3 separate regions of the Mus musculus genome follow, and regions 2 and 3 are each linked to region 1. The links are chromatin contacts, called in public promoter capture Hi-C maps. All regions are on one chromosome and are shown on one strand. Each heading gives the region's core, a stretch centred on a gene start, on an enhancer-like site or on the middle of the called end of the contact. The rest is flanking DNA. Distances are from core to core; before and after follow the strand shown. Region 1 holds the start of Cish (cytokine inducible SH2-containing protein). Region 2 holds the start of Gmppb (GDP-mannose pyrophosphorylase B). Region 3 overlaps Rad54l2 (RAD54 like 2 (S. cerevisiae)).

What was found. Promoter capture Hi-C pulls out the DNA fragments that hold promoters and counts their contacts.
Region 2: a promoter capture Hi-C map of erythroid cells shows a contact between it and region 1, with 5 times the contacts expected there. The contact joins the promoter of Gmppb here to the promoter of Cish in region 1. A contact is called at or near these places in 1 of 39 promoter capture datasets (erythroid cells) and 1 of 115 datasets of contacts at active chromatin or transcription factors (memory CD8 T cells).
Region 3: a promoter capture Hi-C map of liver shows a contact between it and region 1, with 3 times the contacts expected there. The contact joins the enhancer-like site here to the promoter of Cish in region 1. A contact is called at or near these places in 3 of 39 promoter capture datasets (hippocampal neurons and liver), 3 of 115 datasets of contacts at active chromatin or transcription factors (bone marrow-derived macrophages, embryonic forebrain and fetal liver) and 2 of 9 other capture datasets (adipose tissue and embryonic tail).

What each region holds. Positions count from the first base shown.
Region 1 is chr9:107,293,785-107,298,483 of GRCm38.p6, reverse strand. It overlaps Cish (cytokine inducible SH2-containing protein), which reads right to left and starts at 1,825. Exons shown (of 3, transcript NM_009895.4): 1 at 1,450-1,825. The coding sequence starts at 1,469.
Region 2 is chr9:108,047,188-108,051,886 of GRCm38.p6, reverse strand. Gmppb (GDP-mannose pyrophosphorylase B) reads right to left here and starts at 2,623. Exons shown (of 9, transcript NM_177910.4): 1 at 2,242-2,623; 2 at 2,046-2,126; 3 at 1,910-1,958; 4 at 1,630-1,772; 5 at 1,278-1,436; 6 at 1,115-1,193; 7 at 911-1,038; 8 at 645-827; 9 at 1-561. The coding sequence starts at 2,370. The coding sequence ends at 430. Ip6k1 (inositol hexaphosphate kinase 1) reads right to left here. Exons shown (of 6, transcript NM_013785.2): 6 at 3,105-4,699. Rnf123 (ring finger protein 123) reads left to right here. Exons shown (of 39, transcript NM_032543.2): 39 at 1-215. The coding sequence ends at 47.
Region 3 is chr9:106,724,957-106,729,655 of GRCm38.p6, reverse strand. All of the region lies in intron 2 of Rad54l2 (RAD54 like 2 (S. cerevisiae)), which reads left to right. Among named protein-coding and RNA genes, the nearest start is that of Tex264, 41 kb to the right of the region's middle. Within about 2 kb of position 2,510, at least 9 of the 459 cell types and tissues checked have an H3K27ac peak or open chromatin away from gene starts, as enhancers often do. A contact at or near this core is called in liver, where this site is marked.

The sequences.
Region 1 (4,699 bases), core at 576-3,075:
TTGATCCAGGTTAGGGAGTCATTTCATGGCCTCTGTGGCAGGTACAACCAGACAGCTTAGTTGGATCCCTTCCATAGGTCCCACATGTGTATATAGTAGGCACCTCTGGGGCTAGTATGGTATCTAGGTATAGAATGACGATGCTAATCCCCAAATGTTGCTGGGAGGGACTAAATATCTAGGGAGGGGTGTGTCTGCCACTGTGTCATCACGGTGGGGGTGAGGACTGGTGTGTTCCAAGAACCTGTGTGTGCATGTCTTGGAGTCTAGCCATGAAGTTCCACCTGAGAACACATGCCAATAAGATGAGCCGAGCCAAGGGAGGCTGGGATACATGGGCTTGTTAAACAACTTGTTTCCCCAATACCCCAACACTGCTCCTGAGGTTCCCATGGGCCTTCAATTAAGGCAAAGTCAAAGAGGCTCTGGGGACCCAGAATGGAGAAGTGGGGGCACCCAAGAAAGGAAGGCAGGGTGCAGGGAACTGCCGAAGAGTCCGAAAATTCAGAGAATAAAAGAACATGGTAGGAACTACTAGGGAATACAGTCTTCTCAACAGCTCCATGAATGTCCTCTTCCTGGGACTCAGAGCTGCTTAGAGCAAGGGCATTTCAGCCTGGCCCCACCTTCCACCCTTCCTCACTTGGTACCATTCCCATGTCAGTTATAACAATTACTACTGGATCACAGATCTCCCTGGATTTGTCACACACACACACACACACACACACACACACACACACACACACACACACACCTCTCTTCTTGGGTTTTCCTGAATTCCTGACCGATCAGTGTTTGAAGGGGACGCTGAAAGCTAGGGTAAACAGGTGTTCCGAGTACACTCTACCGAAGCCAAGACTTTGTTTTATTAAAGCCCCACTTTCACCATGGTCCCATATTCCATGTCAACGGGAAACCTTGGAGAAGGCAGGCTGAAGTCTTTATCACACTGAGACATCAATCTGAGCTAAGAGACGGAGTGGGGTGCTCCTAAGGGGTGTTGTTTATTAGGCGCCGGCCTGGGAAGAGTCAAAGACCTCAGGCTGGCTTCCTAAGAACCTAATCGCTGACCTGGGACGGAGGAATGAACTTCTGAACACAGAGGGATCTAAGGGCTGGCTCAAGGTCACCGACAGGTACGGAGCCAGAAGGCTAGGTAAACTATGAGCTCAAATTGAGTCTAGACTTGTGAGCCCCGTCCTGGAGAACCTCTTACAGTTGGCGCTAGTGAAATCTCAGGAATGGGGGCTCCTCCCACCGTTCGCGGGCTCCGTTTCCCTATCCATACGAAGTGTGTGTGGGTATCCTAGGCACACCACTCGAAGTCCTTTAGCCCTCCATCACCTCCAGTCGGTCAAGCCCTCCCAAATCCCGCAGCTAACTCGAGGCCTGTGATCTTCCATATCTCCCGCATGGAGCCTAGGTAGGGAAAAAAACTGAGCTTACCCCTGTACGCAAAGGACCATGTCCCAGAGACAACGGCGGCTCGAGAGTCGGAGTTCGGCGGGATGGAAGGAGAAAGGAGCCAATGGGTGCCAGGGGTGCGAAGGTCAGGGTCCCGGGGCACACGGGCGGCGAGCAGGGACTGAAAGGCTGTGGTGCGAACAGCTTGGAAGGACGAGGGGGGACGGGCTGGGCCGGTGGGGCGGGGCCAGGCGCCTCCTAATCTTTTGTCCGCTGCGTCCCAGCCCTTCCCGGAAGCCTCATCTTCCTAGAACCGCGGGCTTTGCGGCGGCCCGGAGGGGAACGGGGGTGCAGGCGTCTAGTGCTTTGGACCGAGAAAGGAAACACCTTTGACAGATTTCCAAGAACTTTCCAGGAAAACTGGGCGGGAGCTCCTAGAGTTGACCAATCGTATCGCTGGACGTGAGACGAGCATCTAGACCGACCTATTGAAGTGCAGGGACCCTGAACTGACGTGCCCGAGTGGGGCGGGACCTAGAGACTAGTAGGCAAAAGACTGGGTTGGGGACAAGTTAAGAAGGAATGTGGATGCAACTGGAGACCAGATTGTCTTCCCTCTACTTCTTTGGGGATGGGTGCGCTTATCCCCCCCCCCCTAGAACTACAGCGCGGGGGCAGGGTCGGGCCGGTCCTCTTAGCCAGCCGCTTCTAGTTTATCGGACGTTGTCTCTGGCGGCCGTGGTCTCGCTTATTGCAGGACACTGTGTGAGAAGGTGGGTGGTGTGCTGTGAGATCTGGAGAAAGACTTAGGGAGAGGCCTGGAGCCCTGAAGAGGACGGAAGAACTAAGGAGGTCCACTGTGGCCACTACAGCTAAAAGAGTTCAGGTTACATCTAATCTTTTGTAATCAAATGATCTCATCCCTTCTTTGCCTAATCTCTGAGTGGACCGACAGTTGGGGAAATTACCCTCTTGAGTCAGTAAACAGAGATAGTCAGCTCCCAGACAGCCCTGTCGATGGCTTGTTTGTTTTTGTTTTAAAATTGAATTCAGACTACCTTGGAGCTCAGTTTGTAGACCAGGCTGGCCCCAAACTTCTGAGTACAGGTTTACAATGTGAACTTATAGGCTAAGTCACCATATCTGGTTTACCAAGGAGCTGTAGGGTCTATGTGATCTCCCTCCACATCCACGGTTCAGGATATGGGGAGATAAGATCTGGAGAACCAGTACACCCACTCCTTCCACACACGTCACACCACCCACGTTCCTCAGAAAGGGTAGCTATAAGATTCTTGGCAGCGATGACAGGCTTCTGGCAGTGTCTAGAATCTGAGTATAGTGACTGGGCTTTCCCCAGCCCAGGCTAGGCTCTGGGTGCCCCACCCAAGATAGAGAGCTAAAGATAAAACCCTGTGAAAAGGAAGGAGTTCTTAGGGAAGATAAGAGATTACTCCAAGGGACTCAGTTCCCCGTAGGTGCCCTGGAGGGGAAGTTAAGTGTAACCCAAGCAGGGCTCCCAGAATACAGCAAGAAGCCAGTTTCTTGGAATATGGGTAGGATGGAGTAGGAGTACTCTGAGAACATGGGATCCCTGTATGTATGCATACTAACTCTTCAGTAGAAACTGTCTGTTGCCGCTTTGCTATGAAGATACGGGGGATTTCACAGGTGTCATGCAACAGAGCTGTGGTTTTCTTTTTATTTACTTACCCTTTCCTTTCCTTTCCTTTCCTTTCCTTTCCTTTCCTTTCCTTTCCTTTCCTTTCCTTTCCTTTCCTTTCCTTTCCTTTCCTTTCCTTTCCTTTCCTTTCCTTTCCTTTCCTTTCCTTTCCTTTCCTTTCCTTTCCTTTCCTTTCCTTTTTTTCCGAGACAGGGTTTATTTATCTTTGTAGCCTTGGCTGTCCTGGAACTCACTATGTAGACCAGGCTGGCCTTGAACTCACAGAGATCTGCCTGCCTCTGCCTCCTGAGTGCTGGGATTAAAGATGTGTGCCACCACTGCCTGGCATGATTTTCTTTTTTAAATTGTGTGTGTGTGTGTGGTGTGTGTGGTGTGTGTGTGTGTGTGCGCGCACGTGTGTGTTTTCATGTGTTTGTAGCCACAGTATTCACACAGAGTCAGAGGATAACCTGAGGGAATTGAGGGAACCACTTCTCCCAGTCCACTCTGTGGGTCCCAGGGCCCAAAGTCAGGTTGTCAGGTTAGTGGCAAGCACCTTGATCTGTGGATCTCTTTCGCTGGACCCCAGAGCTGTGATTTTGAACTTGGATCTACCCCTTTCAAGTGGGCCTACTGAACACTTACCTTGTGCCAGACACTCAGCAAATCCTAGCTTCACCTTGCCCTCACAGCTACCACAGATAATGCTGCCTTGTACGTGAGGAAACTAAGACACGGCTTCCAGTGTGCCTTGGGGAGAGAAGTGTTTGGTTCTCCAGTAGTCTTTTGTGAAGTTGACAGTGTTAGACATCCCACCTACGACGTGCTGGGAACCATGATGTGCCCTGTTTTGCCCAAGCTACCTGCCCACTTGTTTCATTCAAGTTTTGTGAATGCCTCTGGCCATTTCCTTACTACTGGCTCTATTTCCTGACTACGCCCCTTGAATGGACCCCTCCCTGACTGCTGGGCCCACACTGCCACCCAGTGGCGATCCTTCCTAAGACCTCACTAGCCAACTAGAGAATAGAGAATTCTTCCCAGTGCACTCAGGCACTTCATGAATTACTGTTGCTGCAGGACACTCCTGCCCCGTTCCCAGAATAATGATGGATCACAAGAATGCACAGCAATCTAGATAGCCTCGGTATATGGCTTCTATCCTTTCATCATGAGCAGGTTGCCTTTCATCAAAAGGCAGATGTGGTGGGGAGGAGGGAGTTCCCTCCATCAGCACTTTACTGCATCGTCTATTTGCTCACCATAAGCTACTTCAAAGGCCTCAGTCCCTGTTCCTTTGAACACCCAACTATTACTGTTACTGTTACTATTACGAAGGGCTAAGTGCCAGAGTCTGCTGTCATGAACCCAACTTGCCCAAACCCAGCATACTATGTTCTGAATCTCTACAACAGTGTGAAGGGGACATGATTCCAGATGGTTGCTACAGCATAAGCATTGAGAGGAAACTACATGTTCTGATTTTTCTGGGTCAAATGAACAGCTGGAAAAACCTCTGTTTATAATTGGTATGGGAACTATGTGTGTTTGTATAATCACAGACATTTACATTTATAATTTGATGATGATGATGATATGTGTGTGTATGCATGAGTGTGCACACAGGCA
Region 2 (4,699 bases), core at 1,374-3,873, 750 kb before region 1:
ACTGGGACAAGGCAGCCAACACAAGCGCCATGTCCTCAGCTGCCTAGGCCATCCTGGAAGCTCCGCCATCAGCCGCAGACCGGGCCCTGTTTACCCATCACCCTCACTCTTACCACTTCCACCCACCCATCTGCCTGTGTGTAGCCTCGCTGGTGGGAGCCTGAGCTTGACTTCCAGTCCAGGCTACAGTGAGCATTAAATTATTATTCCAAACAGCCCTGGGCCCGCTCTTCTTGAGGGAGTGGGGGCTTGTGGGTTACACCCAGCAGGGTCCTGTCCATGTCTGTCCCCACCAGAAGGCAGAAGTCCGACAGCTTCAGAGTCATCCACTCCTCCCTAGACAAATGGCACCAAGTCCAGGGCCTCGTGAAGCATTGAGTCCTACCCTGCTGATGGCAAAGTGGATGCTTGGCCAGCCCTCCATATCCTTCACATGATAATACGAGGTTCTGGTACTGACTCCCCGATAGACTTGTGGGGCAGCACGCTGGCTCCATTGAGGTACAGTTCATCATTAACTATGACATCTTCACCCAGCACTGTTACATTCTCCATGCGCACCTGGAGGTGGGGGATAAGCCTTGTTAATGGGGCACACATATTCCCCTGCTCCTGTGCCTGCCCAGCCCAGCTCATAGACTTACCCATTGGCCCACACGGCAGCGCCAGCCCACGATGCATGACTCAAGCCAGGAATGGGAGCGGATGTGAGCATCACGAAGCACTGTGCATCGCCGGATGCACACACCATCCTCCACCACCACACCAGGACCCAGGCTTACATTGGGGCCAATGCTGCAGTTCTGACCGATACGGGCACTTGGGTCCTGAGAGTGTTGAGGAAAGCAAGAGTGGGTCATTTGTCTCCCAAATCTGAAAAGATTAGCGACAGGCTGGACAAGGGCCTCACCACAAGTACATTCCCCACAATGCCAGGGCCTGAGTACAGTCTCTCTGGATGCTTCTGTCTCAGCGATTGTAGGAAGAGGCACATGCCAGTGAGGAAATCCTTGGGCTGTCCAATGTCCATCCAGAAGCCTGTACAGAGAGATGGGTCAGAGGGCTCTGCCTAGCCACACACTGACTACCCCACACCCTATGGCCTCTACCTCACCCTGCAGCTCCATGGCATATAGCTGCCCCTCCTTGGCCATAACTGGGAAGATCTCCTTCTCAATGGATGTAGGCTTCAGCTGTGGAAGTGGGCAATTTGTGAGCAGGCCACACAGCAGAGGCCTGCTCCACCCCAGCCCGCCCAGCAGTTCTCTCCTACACACCTGGATGCGCTGCAGCACAGCAGGGCTCAGGATGTACATGCCTGCGTTGATCTTATTGGACACAAACACCTGTGGCTTCTCAACAAAACGGTGGATGCGGCCTGTGTCAGCCTCACATACCACCACACCATACTTGGAAGGCTCTTCCACCTTGGTAACCTGAATATAGAGGTGGAGGGTACCTTAGGCCTAGTCCAGTTTTCTTTACTCTTGATAAATATGCCTATCCCACATCTCAAAGGCTCTCCCCCAAAGACATTCTGCATAGCTTTGTAGCAAAACAGAGTTTAAGACCAGGGGTCAGGAAAGACTCCATGTGAGGGTGGGAATGTCAGAGGAAATCTTCTCTTACCAAGATGGAGCCCTCTTGGCCATGGTGCCGATGAAACTGCACCATGGCTTGGAAGGGGAAATCACATATCACATCACTGTTGAGAACGAAGAAAGGGTCGGCAGTCTCAGATAGTAGGTCTCGGGCCAACGCCAGAGGCCCAGCTAGAGAAGGGGACAAGTCATAAGTTACCACCTTGCTAGGGGCCTAGGTCCAGACTCCAGAGGCCCCACCCATCCGCCCAGATTGGATACCTCTTTGCTGGCCCTAAAGTTTGCCCAAGGGCCTTCCTTATACTGACCTGTCCCCAAAGGCTCCTCTTCATGAGACATAGAGATTCGGATTCCAAGCTGGAAAGAAGAAGCCATCTGGTTATGTTCCTCCTCCAATGGTAAGAGCCCCAGGGACCTAAAGAAAGGGCTAAGTCCATGCCTCACCCTTTGCTCTTGTGCCTTCATTTCCTTCTCCAACATCTGTGACATGTAGCTCACTGCCAGGATCACGTGGTCCACACCTGCCTGTCAGACACAATAAGGTGTGCTAGTTGACTGGCTCAGTCACAAGGTATGACCACCCCTGGCCTCCCAGTCACTATCCATCCCTCTTCCCGCCATAACAGACCCACGGCCTTACCGCAGCAAGCGCCTCCACTTGATGCAGCAAGATGGGCTTATTGCAGAAGTCCACCAATGGCTTCGGAGTGCTCAACGTCAGCGGCCGCAACCGTGTCCCATACCCTCCCACCAAGATCAGTGCCTTCATGGCGTCTGCAGATGTTAGAAGTGGATCTATCGGTCCAAAGTACTTACAGGCCGCCTGACCGACCCCTGCCGCGCACTCCCAACGCCGTGCCCTGACCTGCACGTTTCACCAACTAGACTGACCAACTCTGGTGTCACCTCGCCCCCCTGCTCTACCCTGATGTGGGGTCCAGGATCAGCCAGAACAGAAGACGAGGAACTGGTTGGAGACCGGCTGGTCCGGAGTTCCGGCCGGAGGCGGCGCAGCCAGTGACGTAACAGGGAGAGCCAATCTACGTGGCAGGGCCGCCCGCAGCCGAGCGTCAGACTTTACGCTGCGGCGGACGTAGCCAATTAGATTTCCAACGCCCTGGGCTGCCATGGGGACCCGGAGAACTCGCGAGTCAGATGCCCATTGGCGGATCTAAAGGCGGAACCGAAAGAGGAGGCTTAGCTTCCTATCGGAACCCAGTCCGCCACGCGGCAGCTGCCATCTGCCCCGCCCCGCCCCGCCCCGCCCCGCCGACGCCGCCTACCCCCCCAAAGGCCACTCCAGGTTCGCCCTGATGACCCCGCCCCTCAACACTTGCTCTGACCCCTATATCCAACCCCTCCCGTGCTGCCTCCCCCGACCCCCCACCCCCAGTGTCAGCACTGTCCCGCTGCACCTGTCCCGACCCAGCTCAGCCCGATCCCTAGACTAGCCATGTCGGCCCAACCGGAGGCGATGAAGTTTTCACACAGACTTGGACAGAGTTCAGTTTCTAGAGGCTTTATTTTGACGTATACGACCAGACACAAGCGGGCGGATAGCGCTGGGTGTACAGAAAAGGGCCGGCTTGGGCCAAGCACTCCTCTCCACCACACAGAAGACCTGGGGAAAATGCAAGCGCGCCTAAGCGCCAGTGGAGCCACGTATGCATCCAGGCGCAGGTCTTAGGGTGTGTAGCTTCCAGGAAAGAGGAGCAGATAACAATTTCCAGAATTCCAAGTCTTACATTTCCTCCACAGAAGCAAAGGAAATTTCCCCAGGTTCTCCTTTTTCCTCGTTAAAATGTAGTTTTTAAAATGAGCACACACACACAACCAACTTATATAGCTGTAAAGTTCAAAGCAGTTTGCATCTAGGGAACGTGCACGTGGCCAGATGTGAGCGAATGAGCAGCGGATACTGAACGGATACTGTCCGAGCCCAGGTCCCTTGCCCCTAGGAGAGAATGAATCCCCACACCACTGCACGGCCCACAGCTGAGAGGGGTAGAATCCCAGGCAAGGACATTGCTCTACTGGTCCCTTCCTCTTCCAGCAGCACCCATCCCATTTCACTCCCACCCATCTCCCCGGGCTGGTATGGGCTTGGCCCGGGAAATACAATGGAAAGGGGTAATGTGAGCTCCCAACCCATGATCCCTAGTTGCACTTTGGTCCCAAATTGATGATTGGGAAGGCAGGACCTGTCAGGAAAAAGACAGGGCTCTAGCCTGGGACAGGCAGAAGAGCAGTGGTAAAAGTGTTCGCACACACTTGCCACCACCTATCAGATAACAGAGCTGGGCCTCCAGATATCAAAAGTGCTGAAAAGTGAGGCCCTGCCCTTGAGCAGCGGCAAATCCCAGCCTTTCCTCGCTTGCAGTGGCAGGAGCAGTGCCTACCAACTCCCTTGCTACTTGAGAAGCAGCAGAATGGGGGCAGCACCTCCCAAAATCTGGTAAATCGGAAGTACAGCACATTCCTAGGAGGTCTCTGCTGGCCCCAAACTCCTCTCTTGACCTCTATCCTGCCAAAGAAAAGGTGTCCACGCTAATTAACACTTGCTGCCTGCATGGCACAAGCAACACTACTACTGGACAGAAGACAGGTGTTAGTAAGCAGAGATGGGCCAAGCCGTGCCTCCCGGCCCTAAGGAATGGGAACCTGCCCACCAATGGCACCAGGGTCAGAAGACTGACTTGGATCCGTCACAGAACCCTTTTCAGAGGCTGCATCTCTAAGAACCTGGAAATTATGCCATTCGTTAACAGTTTCTCTCAAAGGTTGGCAGGATTACCTTCAAATGCCAAAACAGAGACATGTTAGAAGTGATAGACTTGGAGACTGTTGCTCACCTTGGCAATGATTGGTGTAGTGTAACCTGTCGGACACTATGTTACAGGCAGCAGCAGGTCTCTACCATGAAAGGACTGGTAGCAGAAATAAAAGCAATAGGTCAGGGTCAACCCTGAGCCTTCATTACCCACCGTTGGTGCTGAAGGCCATACCCCAGGCCCACAAGAAGGCCACTGGGCTAGCAGGTAAACACCACTATGAATCATTTGGCCACCAGGTTTGTAACAGCAGAACCTGCTGAGGAG
Region 3 (4,699 bases), core at 1,261-3,760, 570 kb after region 1:
TTGCCAGGTTCTCCAAGTCCAATTTATTTTGGCTGTATACTCACAGGTGTGGGGCCAACCACTGGCGTTTGGGCACATCTTCCAGGAACATGGCCCTTAAAAATGACAGTAGTCTAGAGAGATGGCTCTGTGGATAAGAACATTGCTGCTCTTCTAGAGGACCAAGGTTCAATTCCTTCACCCATATAGCAGCTCATAGCTGTTGGTAATATTAGTTCTAGGGGATCTGATGCCTTCTCCTGGCATCTTCAGGCATGCACACTGTTCACAGACATATAGGCAAGCAGAGTACCTATACACAATAAATTAAAACAACAGCAAACCCCCAATCCTGACTCTCCCTCTTAGAAACCTTCAATTGTCAATAGCTCTTCAACTAGGGGTGGGGAGTCACAGCTGGTCGTTCTTCCATACTGGAATGTTGGCTGGCTTTGGGGGAAATGCTAAGCAAAAATTTGATTGGGATTAAGACAGAATATCCAACAACTTCTGAACTGACTATAAACCTGTCTCTGCTACCCTGTGTTATACGTTTGTACACATGTATTCTCAGCATTGATTATAAAATTAAATTTTATTGATCAACTCTGAAACCCATTTAAGATGCTCTACATTTTATACCATTTACTACTATTTCCATACATGTGTAGAGACTGGAGGTCAACTTTAAGTGACTTCTTTATTGTTCTCACTGAACCTAGATCTCAGCTAGGCTGGCTGGTTGGCCAGCAAGTTCCTGGGGCACGTCTCTTGACTATGTAGGTACATGCTGCCATGTCTGGTTTTTAGGTGGGTATTGGGAATCTAAACTTGGTTCCTCATACTTTATCCACCGAGTCATCTCCTTGGCCCAAGATTTTATTCTTTATGTAAAAATAAACAAGCATATATACTTCAATGTGCAAATATGTTTAAATTTTCACAAATATAATTATATGTACACAAAAGAATTAAAATTTTAAATAGCATATATTATGTATGCTTGAATATCTTTATTATTGTAAAAAAATTTTGGGGGGGGGGAGGTAAGGTCTCACCTTATATTATTATAGCTCAGGAAAACCTAGAAGTCACTCTGTAGTCTGGTCTGTCTGGCCTTGAACTCAGTGATCATCCACCTCGGCCTCCTCAGAGCTGTGCTACAGGCATGAACCGCCCTGCCAGTCCTCCCTCTCTCCCTCCCTCTCAGGGCTGGGGCAGGGTTTCTCTGTGTACCCTTGGCTGTCCTGGAACTCGCTCTGTAGACCCTTGTAAAAATCACTTTGATCTCGTCTTATGGAAGTTTGTTTTTTAACTTGTATTTCACTAGTCTTCATGTGTGCTTCATGCCAGTACCTCATTTTTGAATATTGCAGCTTTGTACTAAGTTTTGAAATAAAAATAGGAATCTTCCAACCTTGCACCTTTAAAAAATGTTTTTGGTTAACTTTGTAACTATTATTTATTGCAACACTTTTTCTCACTTGTTTATGTGTGGCTTTTTATGAGATGCAATGATAAAGTTGAATATCTGTGATGGAGATGTTATTACCTGTAGAATGTAAATTTTTATTATATGATTCACTATTGAAGATATTTGCAGATACTTGAACACTAAAGCACTATTTATTACTCCAGTGGTAATAGAATAGAATAAAAATAAAGGAAGGGAAAATATACAAAGGCGTGTAGACCACTGTACATGCAAATGGAAGGAAGAACATGCCCAGCAGCAAGAGAATGGTGCTAGGTGATTTTGCTTACAGTGTGCCATGCACGTGGCAATTGTGCACTCTTTGTCAAGGAAGCACTCAGATACAGGGCCGGTGACAAGGCTCAGTGGGTAAGTGTGCTCCTTGTTACGCTTGATAGTCAAGTCTGACCCCAGAACCCATATGTTGGAAGAAGAGAACCAACTCCCACAAGTTGTTTTCTGACCTCCACACATGCATGTTTGCACATGAACACACACACTCACATGCACACAAAATAAAAATTTTTTAAAATTTACATATATGAGGCAGCTAACAGAACTCAAGAAGGTATATACTCACTAATCAGTATATGAAATATATAAATATATATTCACAAATGTGGAGAAATTAGCATATAGGTAGTTGAGAGTTTAGTGCTCATTTAATTTATTTTCCCTTAAAACTTAAAAAGTTGCACTTGCATATAGCCCAGCAACAGAGCACTGATCTAGTCTGTCCAATACTGTATGCTTAACTCTCTGCACTGCAAAAGTTAGAGATAAATTACTATTTAAATTATGCAATTTTGAAAGATAGTGAACACAGTGACAGGATGAACTTGCTGTGATTATTATTATTTTGGGGGTTGTCACACCCCCTGTTGCCTTTAAATATCTATATTTGGGGTTCTACCCCAGTTCAGATCATTTAGTTCCCAAATAAAAGACACAGAGACTTTTAGGTTCATAATAAACCTTAAAGCACTAGAGCTGGGCAGACATCAGCCCTCTATGCTGTTTTGTCTATTTGCCTGTGGTGATCCCTAAGATATCGCTTGCCAGGTTCTGCCTGGGCCACTCCTACTCTATCAGGCCAGTCCTTGTGACTGTGCCCTCACTATCCACTAACCCCATGGCAACCTCCTTCCTTCCTCCTCTGTCTCTTAGTCCCTGCCTGAGAACCCAAGCCCAGGAACCTTCTCTGTGCCTCCCTCTCTTCTGCCTAGCCTAGGCTGTAAGCAAGGTTTATCTCTGGTCAGGAGCAACCAGATCTTGGTAGCCATATTTAGCATTTGAATACACAGCAATATCAGACCAACTCCCTACATGAACTCTCTGTCTGCTTCCAGCTCTATTCCAGCAAGCCAGTCTGTCATTTGTTCTCAGGTCTTCCATCCTTAACATTATAAACCGTTTTCCCCCTTGATTAGAGCCGTACCTCGGGCTGGAATTCGCCAGGTGGACCAGACTGGCCTCACACTTGGTCCAGTGCAAGCCTCCTGCTTCTGCCTTCCGCTGCTGGAAGCACAGGCATGGGCCACTGTGCCTAGCTTTCAAATTATAAAAGGAGCTCCTGGGTCTGGAAAGATGCCTTAGTAGTTGTGAACTTCTCTTGAAGAGGACCTGGGTTTTGTTCCTAGCAGGCTCACACCTGCCTGCAACTCCTGCTCTAGGAGAGCTGACACTTTCCCTCTGCAGGCACCCACAAGCGTGTAACATACCCTTCAGTCAGATTTGTACATATACACATGGTTAAACTTTTTAAATGTAGTTGTTTATATTATGAAATACTGAGATGATCCTCAATTATCTTTAAAATTATTTTTATTGTTAATTTATTTACATTTCCACAAGAATCACATATGGTTGGTATCCTTTTACATCTTTTTAATTTATTGATTTTTGCCTCCCTTATATATTTTTTTCTTGCAGTTTATTTCTGAGGAAAAGGATTTACTGGCTCTATAGTTTTATATATTCTAGATTTCACTGATTATACTCATGTGGTCTTGTTTAACATAATTTCTTTGTCTTTTTCAATTTTGTAAACTTCAAATGTGTTGAGATTAGGGTATAAAAATTTTGGTGCATATAGCCCATGGATTGTAGTGTATGCATAATTTTTACGTTTGTTTCTTGAGGAAGTATCTGAGTCTGGGATGTTTTCATTCTCTCTGTCATCTTGCCTCAGTCTTACAAGTACTGGGATTACCTGTATGTGCTACCACTCCTGACCCAGCATTTATCATTATATAATGCATTTACCACTATCATGCATTTTTATCACAGGACATTAGTAGGAAATGCTGAGTTTTAGAGGCCACTGGTCTCTCAGTATAGAGGGAAAGGGGTGATCCCTAGAAGTATATGTATTTGTGCACTTACTAAATGAAATGTGCGGGGTGGTGTGTCCTGTCTCTCTCCCTTGCCACCCATGCAAGGTTTATCAGTTAAATTTTTGGTGATGGTGGTATTTATAACTCATTTCCAAGAAGCTTATGCAAGTGGTCTTTGTTTATATAACTTGTGATTGCTACTCATAGGTGACTTGAGTGAAAGAGAAAGTTCAAGGCATTCAGGTCAGGGAGAAAGTTCAGGGGTATTTGTGCCCAGGTCTGAACCTATGATCTTAGCCAGGGTAGTAATAGCCATTGACTTTTAAGCTATGCAGATACTAATTACATTTGTTATATGTCAGAACGTAGGACTTTTTACCTTCTTGTTTGATTATAGGTGGGCCTACCACAACTGGCCAGTTTCTGAGCATTTAAAAGATTTTATTGCTATACTCAGCCCCCTGCCCCCCAACCCCAACCCCTGCTAAACCCTAGGTAATAGGCCTTATAGTTTGGAATGGATATTTAATAGTAAATCTGTCTGTAACTCTGAAAGACTAACAGTTGTGCTTTTTTCCTCCCAAGATCAGCCTATTCTATGTGGAAGCATGACAGGCAGAACAAGGAAACAACAGTTAGCAACAGGTTCTCACTGTCCAGCAGATCAATCTCAGCCCCCTTGGCTTGACCTTGCAGAGCTGCCCCCTGTTCTGACTCTGTCCTGTCTGCCTACTCTTTAACCTTGATTCCAACTGGTCCTCCAAGTAGTTACTCAATAAATTTGCTTGTGAAATAGAAACAAAACATAAAAAGATTTGGAGAGCATCAAAGGTCATTATCACGTCATGGGGTATAGTTCAGTGAGAAGACAACTCAGCTATTGTAAAACCAGGCCAGAGAACCAGCAAAG